Regions from separate parts of the Oryctolagus cuniculus genome. Here region 2 is linked to region 1. The links are chromatin contacts, called in public Micro-C maps. All regions are on one chromosome and are shown on one strand. Each heading gives the region's core, a stretch centred on a gene start, on an enhancer-like site or on the middle of the called end of the contact. The rest is flanking DNA. Distances are from core to core; before and after follow the strand shown. Region 1 has its middle 60 kb from the start of ENDOD1. Region 2 overlaps FAM76B (family with sequence similarity 76 member B).

Region 1 (6,631 bases), core at 2,078-4,577:
CTATGGCCTGGGAAAGCAGTAGAGGATGGCCCAAGTCCTTGGGCCCCTGCACCCGTGTGGGAGTCTGGGAGGAGTCTCCTGGCTCCTGGCTTTGGATCAGCGCAGCTCTGGCCATTGCGGCCATTTGGGGAGTGAACCAATGGAAGGAAGACCTCTCTCTCTGTCTCTCCCCTCATTACCTGTAACTCTACCTGTAAAATAAATAAATAAAATATTAAAAAAAAAAAACTCATCTCTGTACCTCTCTGGAGCCCAGGCTCCAATGTTTTAATCAATTGATGAACTTCAGGTAAGTTACTTCTCTTAGCCTATCACCTCATCTCTAAAACAGTATTTGAATCCACAAATATGCTTTAATGGGGATTATTAATGAATCATTCACTCATGTAATCATTAAGCAAATGCCATGTTGGACATAAAGATGAAAAAAATAACCCTTCCTAGTGGACATCACAATATTACAGGGTATCAGTCATCCCATAAAAAGTTTGTCAGCTTACTACGATAGAGATGATGTACAAAGGATCACATGCGTTCAGTCCTGACTCTGGCCCAAGCAGGGAAGCCTTCAGAGTAGAAGTGACATTTATGGAGAACCATAAGACTTCTGCAAGAATCTGGAAGAACACAAAGGAGCTCACCACAAAGAGAATAAGGAAAAGAATATTCCAGAAAGAACAAGTGAAAGTGCTTTCACCTAACTTGCTTGAGAAAGTTTCCCAAGGAGCATTGGATCTTGCAGCAGGCCTGGTAAGACAGAAGAGTGAGGAGAAGAACAACTTTAAGACAAGGAATGGTGATATCTGGTCCTGGTAGGAGTCTAGTAGGGGACACAGAACAGCAAGCATGAGGTCCGGAAAAGAACATTCCAGTCAGGATGAGGAGTCTGCTTCGTGACCCTGGCTCTGCTATTCCCTCACTCTGGGATCTTAGCTAAGTTAACTACCCATCTATGCTTTGGTTTCCTCCCTTGCAAGGAAGTTAATAATGCCCACCTTCAAGTATTGTTGGAAGAAAACTCAGCATGGAGCCCCACACAGATGTGCTCAAGTAGATTACCACTGGTACTGCTACGAGGTGTACACCTTCAGGAAGTTATTGTATCTCACTGAGCCTACTTTCCTCACCCATAAAATGAGAAAAACAACGTTTGCCCTACATGCAAACTTCAGAAACTGTGAAGATCCGACCAAGTAATTAACATAAGTGTAGAGTTCCCATAAACCTGATGCAGAAGAGAGTAGAGAATGAGATCATGAAAGCCACATTTAAAAAAATCTACTGAGGGACAGGTGTTCGGCCTAGCAGTTAAGCTATTGGTTAGGATGCCTTCATCCCATACTGGAATGTTTTGCTTTAGTACCCAGCTCTGACTCCTAACTTCAACTTCCTGCTAATCCAGACCTGGGGAGCAATGGTGATGGCTCAAGCAACTGAGCCCTTGACACCCATGAAGGAGACTCGGATTGGGTTCCTGGTTCCCAGTTGCAACATCACCCAGTTCAGGCCATTGGGGGCATTTGAGGAGTTACCAGAAAATGGGAGTGTTCTCTCTGTCAGGTAAATAAATAAAAATTAGCATATATATTGAGTGCCTACTCTGGGGGTTTTTCAAAGACTTCATGGGAAATGTATGTTATGAAAAAAAAAAAACTGCAGGGATTTCAATATATTTTTTGCACCACAATAAACTTATTTAATTCCAATTCCCTGAACGTTTTGAAGCACCCTTGCATTTGTGAGGCATTTTCACTTTCATTAACACATCGAACTTTTCCTGACAGCATCCGTATAAGGTAGGAATAATGTTAATGTTCATTTTACATGTCATGAAAGTAAGAGTTGGAGAAATTGGGTTCATTCACACAATTGATGTTCTTGGAGAAGGCGTAGGGAGCAAATGAGGACCACTGGAGTCAGGGTGGAGAAGAGGAGGCCCCAGGGCCCGGGCTGGACTCCTCATGCACACTCACTTTGGAGATTCTCTCTGGGCACCAGGCTTTCAAGTCCTCTTCATGCCCTGCTAACCCCACTTCTTTATCTCCAGAAGTATGTCTGCCAAGTCGACCTCTGTACTTGTTTTTCTAATATGTGCAAATTGAGTGCTCTCGCGCACGTGCTCTCTCTCTCTCTCTCTCTCTCTCGCTCTCTCTCTCTTCTCTCTTCTTCCAGCTACATGGAGTCATCCTTTGCTGATCTCTTGTCTCTCATAGCCCACCCCCAGTCAGTTAGAAAGCTTTCTTCCTTGACTTCTAAACACACAGGCAGAATCTGACCACGTCTCTCTGCCTCCAGCTCAGTTCCCTCTCTTCCCTGCTCAGTTATCCCTCCAGTTTGTTCACACAGCAGCTGGTGGGAGCCTCATGAAAAGCCAGTGTCCATCTGCCACTCAAAAACTCACCAATAGCTCTCCATTTTTTCACATAAGGTCAAAGTCTGTAAAATATCTACACACCCAGCCCCCTTCCAACAGGCAGTTTTTATATTTGTTGCTTATTGCCTGTCTGATGACACGCTCAGCATGGGTTCGCTTATTGGCACATAGTGGGCACTCTATAAATATGTGTGTAGGGGACAAAATAAATGGTTATACAAGCATTTGACTGCATAGTGGTAAATGCTGTGAAAAAGATAGACTACCATGGGCAGAAACCATGTGAGGAAATTCATATGGAGACAGCACGGATTACAGCCAGCTCTTAGGGCTCCAAACCAAGCCCCTGTCCCCCTCAGTGTGCACTGGAGAGCCTGGCTCACAGTAGGTTCTTCCTATGCATCCTCAGGCACCTGCATTTCCCTGATCTACTTTCTTCACATCGAAGGATTTTTAGGCTCCTTAAAATCCAACAGGGCTCAGGCGGACTTCGATAGAGTCAGCGCCCACTGATTGTACTCCGGTCAAAAAGTGCTAGGTCCTTGCGCCTTCAATCTTACTGGCGGGCATGGGAACAACAGACCTACCGATCCCTGGAGAAGGCCCAGAGCCTCAGCGCGAGAGGAAAGCAAGCAGGCACCTCACCAGTTTGGTAGGGAGAGGAGCGAAGCCTGGGGTGCTCAAGAAATTGGCACAAGGTCGCCCTCTGCGGGTGAAGCTGTGAAATCAGCCCACCGCGAAAGAGTGCCGCGGTGTGTGCAGCCACCTACACTGTAACCAGATTGCGTTTATTAACACAGCCCACCTGGGCCATGGTTGGGGGCTGGGGAGACCCAGAGCGCATCACCCAACAAGGGGCACAGTGAAAGCGGGCCCATGGAAGTGTCTGGGCGCGTGGCGATGAGTCCGCAGGCTCTCTGAGGCCGCTGCCCACTCTCAGTTCGTCGTCGTTTAGAGACACAGCCCGTTCTGCCCGCCCCCGGGGCTTGCCGCCAGGGAGGGACGCACTCCACAGGAAGGATCACACGTGTGGACCCCCGGCAGCCCTTTGTGGGCGCAGCGTGGTTGGCACCGCCCGACGCTTCCCGGTCTGCGAGCGCCGGCCAGGCCCCCCTGCCGCGCTTGGACTCCAGCAGGGCCCCGAGAGCGCGGACCCGCCCAGACCAGCGGCCTTTCCAGCCAGAGCCTGAGAGAGGCTGGGAGCCCCGAAGGGGAATGAGGGTGCGTTTTTCTGGGAGGAGTCCCTAGGCCTCCCTCTGACTCTTCAAAGGCTCTCCCATCCGGTAGCAGGGAAAGAACCCTTCCCAGGAGCGCGAAGAAGCCCTGGGCGTTCTGCCCGCCTTGGTCGACTTGTTTACCAGACCCTCCCGTGGCAGCGAGTGTCACCAGAGGTGCGGGACACGGGTGGGTGTCGGGAAGCACACAGCCCCGGCCAGAGCAGGGGTCCAGAGAATAAGCATCACTTCCTCGTGGTTCCCCCAGAACCTTGCCTCCTTTGAGCTCGAGTCCCAGGAAGGGACCCTGGAGCAGCAAACGTCCTCCAAAAAAGAGCCCGGCCACCCCGCCCGCCGCTTTTATCCCGGCAGGGAATTTCTCGCCACCACCGCCCCGCTGTGACCCAAGAAGTGTCCATCAAAGGAGTCGCTGGCACCACGCGCATCACGTTTTCTGGTTGCGAGTGCATGCTTGTCAGCTTTCGGAATGAGCACCGGCTCCATCCAGCTCTGGGGTCAGCCCGAGGAGAGGAAGGGAATTTGCAGATGCTGCGGAACTGCGCAGCGCCTGGCCCCTAAGGCCTTGTGTTCCCCCTGGTGGCTGACCCGTAAGTTTCAGGGATCCGCGTCGCCACAACCTTCCCCGTCGCTGCAGGAAACGGGCCCAGAGTAGCACCAAAAGGCGTGCAGCCTCCGACGCGAAGGGGTGCGCAGTCGTCCCGCCGCCTCCTTGCAGACCTCCGGGCTTGGTGCACCTGCGCCACAGCTGGGGCACACTCTGTCCTGCTCAGCAAAAGGAGCGACTTTCTCCCCACCTACCCCAGGGTTGTAAAGAAACAGCGGCTGGCCTCCTCTTACATTCTTGAACTTGACAAAAGTGTTTGGGGTTGACTGTTGAGGACTTGTGGCTCGTGATCGAGCCAGCGCCAGCCCTGGCTAGCCCTCCTGGGAAACAATGCCCCTTTGTCAGCCTGCTGGTCCGGCCTCTTCCAGCTCAGGGCTCCTGCCCTTAGAGGATTCCAAAGATAGCCACAATTTTCCTCTTTCTCGGTGTCTCTGCCTGGGAAGAAGAGAAAGCAGCTTTCCGAATCACCCTGAGATGCGGGGACACACAGGGAACTTTCCACGCCTACCGCATCCCCTTGACAGCTCTGCTGTGTGCCTTGCGTAAAGTCCCCCCTTCTCAGTAAAAGGCAGAGGGACTTCCCAAGCCCAGTGCTGACTTGGAGAAATCACTTATGCCTAAGAGGGGGCAAGCAGCGGCTCATACCACTGTGCTTCCTGCATTTCTTGACCCTGATTCTTCTACATGCAGTGGCAAATACCATCTTTCCCCCTCTGCCATTTCACACCTCCTTCTTTATCTGTCCCATCTCCCTGGTAGCACTCAGGGTCACAGCATCACCTAGGTTTGGAGCTCTAGGCCTCACTATGTCCCCTGCCTCTTCATTCAGTTTACCAGAAGACAGTGTGTTTGTTGTACCTGAGGGAGTGCAAAAAAAAAAAAAAAAAAAAAAAAAAAAAACCCACACACTGATAAAATTTATGGTCCATGGAGAGTGGGCTCATACCCAAAGTCCAAAGCAACAGGGTTTATAAAGGCAAAAACCACAAAATCAGGAGGGGAATACATGGTTGCTAGGATGAGGGAATACATGGTTACCAGGGTCAAGCTGACCTAAAACCTATGCGAAATTAATAGCAATTATAATCGTGACAATACCAGTTACAACCTTAACAATTTCAATTATAATCTTGACATTAATCCAGGTATTGGCTTAAATCGTGTGTAGGACATAGACAAATTACATTTTTATCATTAACCCAGGTGCAGCCTATCCTCTTCCATGCTTGAGCGATCACGCTAGAGGGTTTCTATGCTTTGCCAGGTTGTGATGTAGTGGATTGCTATTGTTCGAGTGTGTTAGATCATAGTTTCAGAGCAGAATCTCCCAGGGCGGGGGGTTCTTTCTCAAGATGGAGTCTCAGGTGCTCCAAAATGGAGTTGCTACTGTAAAGATGTTACTTCACGTTCTGTGTGGGTGTGTTTCTAGAATGTTCCTCCCCCTAGGGCTCTAGTTCATCAGCCAATCTTCCAGCCCTACTGCTGGGTCTTAAGAAGATGTGGCCCTTCCCATCTGCTCTACAGAATAGCGGAAACTTAGGGGTGCTGGAATCTCCCCTTGAGGACTTTTGGTAGCATTCACAGGCACCCACAAAGGCTAGAGCTAGTCCCAGTTCCGGGACAGGGCAGTGGCTGCTGGCAGTGAGGGCACTAAGAGGACATAGACCAAAGGTGTAGACTGAATAATTCCTTGAGGAAATATCAGTGTGGAGGTGTTGGTTATTGGGAAGGGGGAGGGGAAGAGGTTCTTCTACTCATTTACACAATTCTCTCACTCTTCCCTTTGTCCACATACCACTGTTTGCCTTGAGGGAGCCTGCGTGCTATGTGAATACCAAAAGTCTCTCTCTCTCTCTCTCTCTCTCTCTCACACACACACACACACACACTCACACATACTTCCTGTCACTGGGAAACTTAGCAGTCCATGCAGAATTTGCAATCCTTGGTGAGTCCTGAATGTTTGTGTCAAACAAAAGTGAGTCCAGGGCAATGCATGTGGGGCTCACAGACCTCAATAACTTTGATGCTGGAGAAGCAAGTGGAAAATGTGTAAGCCACAACCTGGCCTGTTACCTGGCCTCCATTCCTTGTTCTGATACTGTGTGATCTTAGACCAGTTACTTAGCTTCTTGGAGCTTCAAATTCCTCTTCCATACACACAAAATACTTATTTTATGATGTCAAGCTTGTTTTGGAGGATAGATGAAATACTATATGTAAAAGTCCCTAAAGTACAGGAACTAATCATTCATTGTTTATTTGACGGCTAATAATTCTGTTAGAATTGAAGCCAAGACTGATCTCTGTGATCACATATCTAAAAACTTCTGGAAAGACAGTCTGTCAGAGGCCATAGGGTATCCCATGATGGATCTGGAGTTATTGAGAAAGGAGACTGGGAAGGGAGAATGGAGA
Region 2 (6,631 bases), core at 1,272-3,771, 460 kb before region 1:
TTAGCAAACACAAATGAAGAGGTGTTTAATATAAAGAAAGGATAGGAGTAACATAGAGAGAACAGATGCTTTTTTTCAGGCACATTTAAAATTTTCAGAACTAGCTGGTTTGGAATTCTGGAAGAAGCTTTAATCTTTTGATCTGGTAAAAGGCAACTTGAAAGGTATAGAGACAAAAAGGGCTGCATGTCTTCTCTAATAGCTGAAAGTTCCCATTTGGTGACAAGGGGATGGTTTAAATCAGGCAAGGCATGCAACAATAAATTACTGAACCACCCACAATCTCTACTCAGCTTCCTGCGCCAGGAGTTCAGCCTGGCAGGTGCCCTTGCTCTCGGAGAACAACTCAGAGAAGGTCCAGCTAAGGCAGAGGTTTGGAAGTGGTAGTAGAGGCAGGGAAGCAAGGTGCCAAGGCTTGTTCCATATAAACATGCCTCCCCACTTGGGGCAATAGAGAACTTTCCTTGGAGACCTGAATACATATGAATCAGAGACAAACATCAAATCTCTGAGAATACAATTTGGAAAAACACATTTTGGCTTTTCTACAGATTCAAAGCATATCTGACCCAATTCCTAACATCATTATATATTCTGTAATCATTATCTGTCTGAATTTTATATGCACTTTATATTCTGTTATAGGCATTAGCTTAGCAAAAGGATTCATGGAGAAATTCATTCCATCTTTTTCTTCAGTAATAATTGCTGAAAATGCCAGGTGTTCTACAAGGTGGTCAAGAGAAAAACTGATCAACCCTGTTCCTCTCTGAAATAATTAAAAAATTAGTGGCAAAATCACAAACACAAAAATAATTAAGGGTTCTAGATAAATGTTATTGACTCATTCCTCAAATCCTTTTAAAATGATAATAAAGAATTAGAGATGTTAAGCCACAGGGGCAAAAAGTGTAGGAGAAGAGACAACAGTAAGTGAGCAAAGAATTGGAATAAAAGCAGATAGTGAGGTGGCTTTAGAGGAAAAGGAGTAATTACAACTCGAGATCCTGCTGAGTTGAAAGGATGGGAGAGATTTGCCCACACATTGTTACTAATGCATACTGGGGACTGAATGATAGGAACACTGGTCATAGTTACTGACCCTACTTTAAATTCATGACCACCAGCCACTACTTGGAAATTTTCAGTGCTGTTGGCCTTGGATGGTGGCTAACTGTACACCAAATGAATTCCACTTATTCTAGTCACAGTGGAGAATGTAGGGAAGCATATGAGAAGGTTCTGTGATTGGTTTGCATGGCAGAAGGTACCTGGTTCTATTTGTGTCTAAACTGAAGTCATCTGATTTGGTTTTCATCTTCCATTGTCCCCTGTGTTAGGCTTGGTTACAGCAAGGCTGAAAAAAGAAAAGAAAGAAAGAAAGAAAGAAAGAAAGAAAGAAAGAAAGAAAGAAAGAAAGAAAGAAAGAAAGAAAGAAAGAAAGAAAGAAAGAAAGAAAGAAAGAAAGAAAGAAAGAGAAAGAGAGAAAGAAAGAGAGAAAGAGAGAAAGAAAGAGAGAGAAAGAAAGAGAGAAAGAAGGAACTGTGGAAAAACATGCTTTCTTGTTTGCATAAAATAATTAGCTGAGCACAAATGGGAAGCAAACCAAATAGTTAGGGAGTTCCTGTTGTTTGCCTCCTTTCCAATTCTGGACTGTAGTTTCCAAAAGCAACAGGAAGGCAGTTTTGCCCCAAGAATTTTCAAACCACATAAACCACTCCAAATTCCCTTTGATATGGCCCAGCTCTCCAATGTTTTCCAAGAACTCAGCTCAGCTTGCTTTGCTTCTGGACGTCATGAAGCACAGCAGGTCTAAATGGAAAGGTAAGTTCTCAACCCCATGATCCCATGGAAGCCTCTGAGCCCGTCAGATAAAGGACCCAGAGTTAGTTTTACTTGGAATTTTCCCTTGTAACCCCAACCATAAAATGTTGAGTTGTGCAACTAGAGCTGGTCAGTGGGTGGAGTTTCCATTCCTGCTTTTTTTGGCTAATTCAATGAGAAACAGATTCAATATTCACAGCTCTGCCCCCAGTCATTTTTGCAGAAGCCAAAATTTGTCAGGTTGTCCATAGAGACACATGTAATTTTACCAAATATCTGTGGGAAACTTTCCAAATATGTAGAGGTGATATGAGCACCAGATCCAAATTGGCATTAAAATATATTTTTATCAATTAGTGTATGTTTTCTTATTCTTTACTAATTTAGTTATTTGGAAAGATGAAGAAAAATATTGGGAATGTATAATTGATGGTATTGATGATTAACTAATAGGATGCATGTAACAAGGAAAGGGAGGAGATTGAATTCTCAGGTTTCTAATTAGAATGTTCTGGTAGGTGGTGGAATTAGAAAATTCTAAGATGAATATACTGGAGTGAAAGATACTACATTATTGAGGACATTTGTTCTTGTAGTATGGGAGGAACATTTGAATGGTTAGAGTACAGAGAGGAATATGCTGGTTGGGGCTTAGGACAGCTATGACCTGGAGGCCCTCTGCCGGCATGTGGTGATGAATACCACCATCTTGTGGTGTAGGTGAGATAGGGAGCAGATGAGACAGTCTGGGGCTAATGAGAAGGGCAAGTGGCAATGTAGAGTTGGGCAAGTGAAAAGGAATTCATAAAGGAACATCTAGAGAAGTAGGATGGAACCTCAAGGGGAAATGAGAAAATGAAGCAGGTCAGTAGAGACATTTCCAAGAAATTAATTGTGAAAGGAATGAGCAACATGGCAGGGCTATGTAAGTGGAACTGATTGAAGAGAGAGGATGGGAACTTCTCTATCCAGTTGCCTTTTATAAAGGAAAGTAACAAACACTGTGGATAATTATATGGCAACAGGCTCAGCTCTTAGAAAAAATACAACCTTGTTTAAATCCAGCATTCTGCACACTACACATCAACACCCTTGCAGCTTAGCATTGTTAGAGAAAAACACAGAATTATAGTGATGGCTTTCATTTTAGTCTCAAGTGGAATCATAATTCAGCCCACTTACATTCCTAACTTGATTACTCTCCCTTTCTCTTCAATGGCTATTCAATATCTTCTTGTCCCTCAAAAACCCTGCAGTCCCTTCTCCTCCACCCTCATACCAGGTGATGAGCTGACTTCATGTTTCACTGAAGAAAGAAAACAACTTGAGAGGAATCTACACGAACCGCAGACCACACCTCCTTATGGGTGTATGTCCTCGGCCTTCATCCTGGTTATTCCAGATGCATAGCTCGGGCTCCCGTGCAGCCTCTTAGCTTCCTCTCAAGATCCTATCCCATGTCATCCAGATCCATCTCCAAGCTTCCCACAATTTCTCTGACAATCAAACACCCATAAGGATAAAACGTGCCAGCATAAGCTGTTTCCTGAACCAACATCTATTCTGACTGTACTTTGCCTTCTGTCAACTATTTCCAATATTATCCATGAATATGGCTGAAATTTATTTCTCTAACTCTACTTTGCCTCACTCTCATTGCTCCTGCAATGTATGACTACTTAAAATCTTCTCTCATGCTCTCTGGTTTCTTTCTGGCATACCTTTGCTTCTGCAGTGTCCTCTACCTGGATAATATTTGTGTGGCACTCTGTGAGCCTACCTTCTGAAATCAACCCCCATTCCTGATTCCTCACCAACTCCCATACTGAGAGCTCAGTCATTCATGCATTCATTTTAGTGCACACATGCTTGCCAAGCTCATAGTAGGCATCAGGCATCATGTGAGGTGCTGGTGAAACAGTTGTGAGCAAGACAAACACAATTAAATTCTTCCAAGAAAAATTCCGGGCTCCCCACACTGGAATAGGTTTTCTTTCTCTGATATCCCTTTATATTATCTGAGTATATTTATCCCTCATCTACCTTATGTAATATCATTATCTGTTCATGTTTGAGTCCTATTCAATAGACCTTGAGTGCTTTAAGCTGAGACATGCATTATTCAGCTTTGTTAGAAAAGATGACCATATGAAATTGCACAGTTTTAACCATCAACAGTATAAACCTTTTAGAAAGTAAGAACTTTAATGAATGGGAATTTAAAAATATGTATCTTACAAGAGCAAAGCTTTTAATATATCTGGTCTTGTAGTTGCCAAATTTCTGGTATTTTCTATGGCAATTCTAATTCAAGCCATTCTCATCTCTTCCATCATCAGAATATGGAACTTATATAGTATATTGATTTTCATTTCTGAAAACATGGTTCTGTCTCATATATCCCAACTTCTTCTGAGGGACTTCACAAATCTTCCCATTGTTTAAATGTTACTTTTTCTGGCCCATGCTTGATATTAATCAGTTTTTTAAATACTTTAGACTTCAGTTCCTTAAGTATAAAAATGGGGATGGCAATGCTAACTTCAAAGTTAACAGTGAGTATTAAATAGTGTGTAAAGCATCAGTCTTACTACCTGGCACACAAGTATTGTTAAATAAATGTTTAGTTCCTTCCTGCATGCTCAGCAGTTAAATTACTTTTCCAAAACATATTAAACCAATCAGTAAGTTATTTGCATGTATTTACTTTGGCTGGCACTGCAAAAACAGTGGATACAGATGAGCACATTAAGGTCCTTACAGTCTTACTACCAAGACAGTTTAGAGGGCAAATAAATGCTGATCTGGGTGGAATTACAAAGAGTCCCAAACAGAATTTAGAAGAGAAATAAGAACCAGTGAGATTTCTCTGCATTAGGAAAACATGGTACTAGAATTCAATGGAAAGCTATGTGATAGCACTCCAGGAAAAGAATGGCTTTCATTTTATGTTCCTCCTGAAATATTCAGCTATGATGGGAAGGATGATGAGACTCAGATCAGGTCCTGAGATCAAGAGTAAATTGAGTGGCTCACTAGGCTAATCCTCCGCCTTGCGGCGCCGGCACACCGGGTTCTAGTCCTGGTCGGGGCACCAGATTCTGTCCCGGTTGCTCCTCTTCCAGGCCAGCTCTCTGCTGTGGCCAGGGAGTGCAGTGGGGGATGGCCCAAGTGCTTGGGCCCTGCACCCCATGGGAGATCAGGAGAAGCACCTGGCTCCTGCCATTGGATCAGCGCGCCGGCTGCGGCGGCCATTGGAGGGTAAACCAACGGCAAAGGAAGACCTTTCTCTCTGTCTCTCTCTCTCACTGTCCACTCTGCCTGTCAAAAAAAAAAAAATGAGTAAATTGAAAGTATGTCACTGTAAAAATTAAAAGAAAAATAAGAAAGGAAGGAAGAGGAAAGGTGGGGGGGGACATAGGGTAGGAAGTATCATTATGCTGTTAAAACTGTATACATGAAAATTCAAAAGTACATCATAAGTACCCCTGGAACAATGTTAGTGTAGCAAAGTGGCGAATTACATGTACAATTTAATTGTTGTTCCATGTATGGGTAAGAGCTAGGATTTGAAATTTAAAAACAAAATTAAGCATCATTTAAAATTTCTATACATGCAATAATGACATTTGCTAGCAGTTTTATGTCTTCCTTCCCAATATGTATGCATTTTGTATCCTTTCTTTGTGTTACTGCACTATCTAGTAATTCCACCATAATATTGAAAAGTAGTGGTGAGAAAAAGACACTTCCCCCTTTCCCCAACTTAAGGGAAAACTGTCCAATTTCACTATTAAAGTTGGTTTTGGTAGATATTCTTTATCTAGATGAGGAATTTCTCTTCTGTTTCTTGTTTGCTCAGTTTTTTTATGCCAAATATCTTTTACAAAAGTTGATGTAACCATTTAACATTTTTGCAGTTTGTGTAGTATGTCCAATTTATTGACTTTTTAAAATGCTGACAGCCTTGCTTACGTGGGATAAATACCACTTGCTTGTACTACATAAAATTGTTGGATTTTACCTATTATTTAAAAAAAAGAGAGATTTCTAAAGGCAACCCAGAGGAATCCTTAATCCAGTTCTTCATTAGAAGAGATGTGCAATTCGGGACATGCTCAAGCTGACTTACCTCAAACGGTAGAGTTAGAAACATACCAGGGGATTCCAATTCAATCCCATCAAGGTGGCATGTACCAATGCCATCTCACTAGTCCCAGTGATCAATTTCTGTGCACAATTGATCATAATGATAGGACTAAGAACCAAAGGGATCACATAAACAAGAATAGTGTCTGCAAATACTAGCTGATAGAATCAAAAAGGGAGAGAATGATCCAACATGGGAAGTGAGATACACAGCAGACCCATAGAATGGCAGATGTCCTAAACAGCACTCTGGCCTCAGAATCAGCCCTTAAGGCATGCGGATCCAGCTGAAAAGCCCATGAGAGTATTTCAGGCATGGAAAGCCAAGACACTCTGGGGAAAAAAAAAATGAAAGATCTCCACGAGTGAGATCCCAGTGGAAAGAACGGGTCATCAAAGAAGGAGGTACCTTTCTTTGAAGGGAGGAGAGAACTTCCACTTTGACCATGGCCTTGTCTAAATATTATCAGAGTCAGTGAACTCAGGGGGCTTCCATAGCCTTGGAAACTCATGACAAGAGCCTAGGGTGATTACTGATGCCATAAACAAGAGTGTCAATTTGTTAAGTCAACAACAGGAGTCACTGTGTACTTACTCCTCATGTAGGATCTTTGTCCTTAGTGGGCTGTACATTGAGATTTAATGCTATAACTAGTAC

The links. A called contact is a pair of places that touch in the nucleus more often than the background predicts.
Region 2: a Micro-C map of ear pinna shows a contact between it and region 1, with 3 times the contacts expected there. The contact joins two enhancer-like sites. A contact is called at or near these places in 2 of 6 Hi-C or Micro-C datasets (ear pinna and skin fibroblasts).

The regions. Positions count from the first base shown.
Region 1 is chr1:86,487,672-86,494,302 of mOryCun1.1, reverse strand. No RefSeq gene overlaps it. Among named protein-coding and RNA genes, the nearest start is that of ENDOD1, 60 kb to the right of the region's middle. Within about 2 kb of position 3,327, at least 4 of the 8 cell types and tissues checked have an H3K27ac peak or open chromatin away from gene starts, as enhancers often do. A contact at or near this core is called in ear pinna, where this site is marked.
Region 2 is chr1:86,945,826-86,952,456 of mOryCun1.1, reverse strand. The region is part of intron 18 of FAM76B (family with sequence similarity 76 member B); the gene reads left to right. Among named protein-coding and RNA genes, the nearest start is that of FAM76B, 260 kb to the left of the region's middle. Within about 2 kb of position 2,521, at least 1 of the 8 cell types and tissues checked has an H3K27ac peak or open chromatin away from gene starts, as enhancers often do. A contact at or near this core is called in ear pinna, where this site is marked.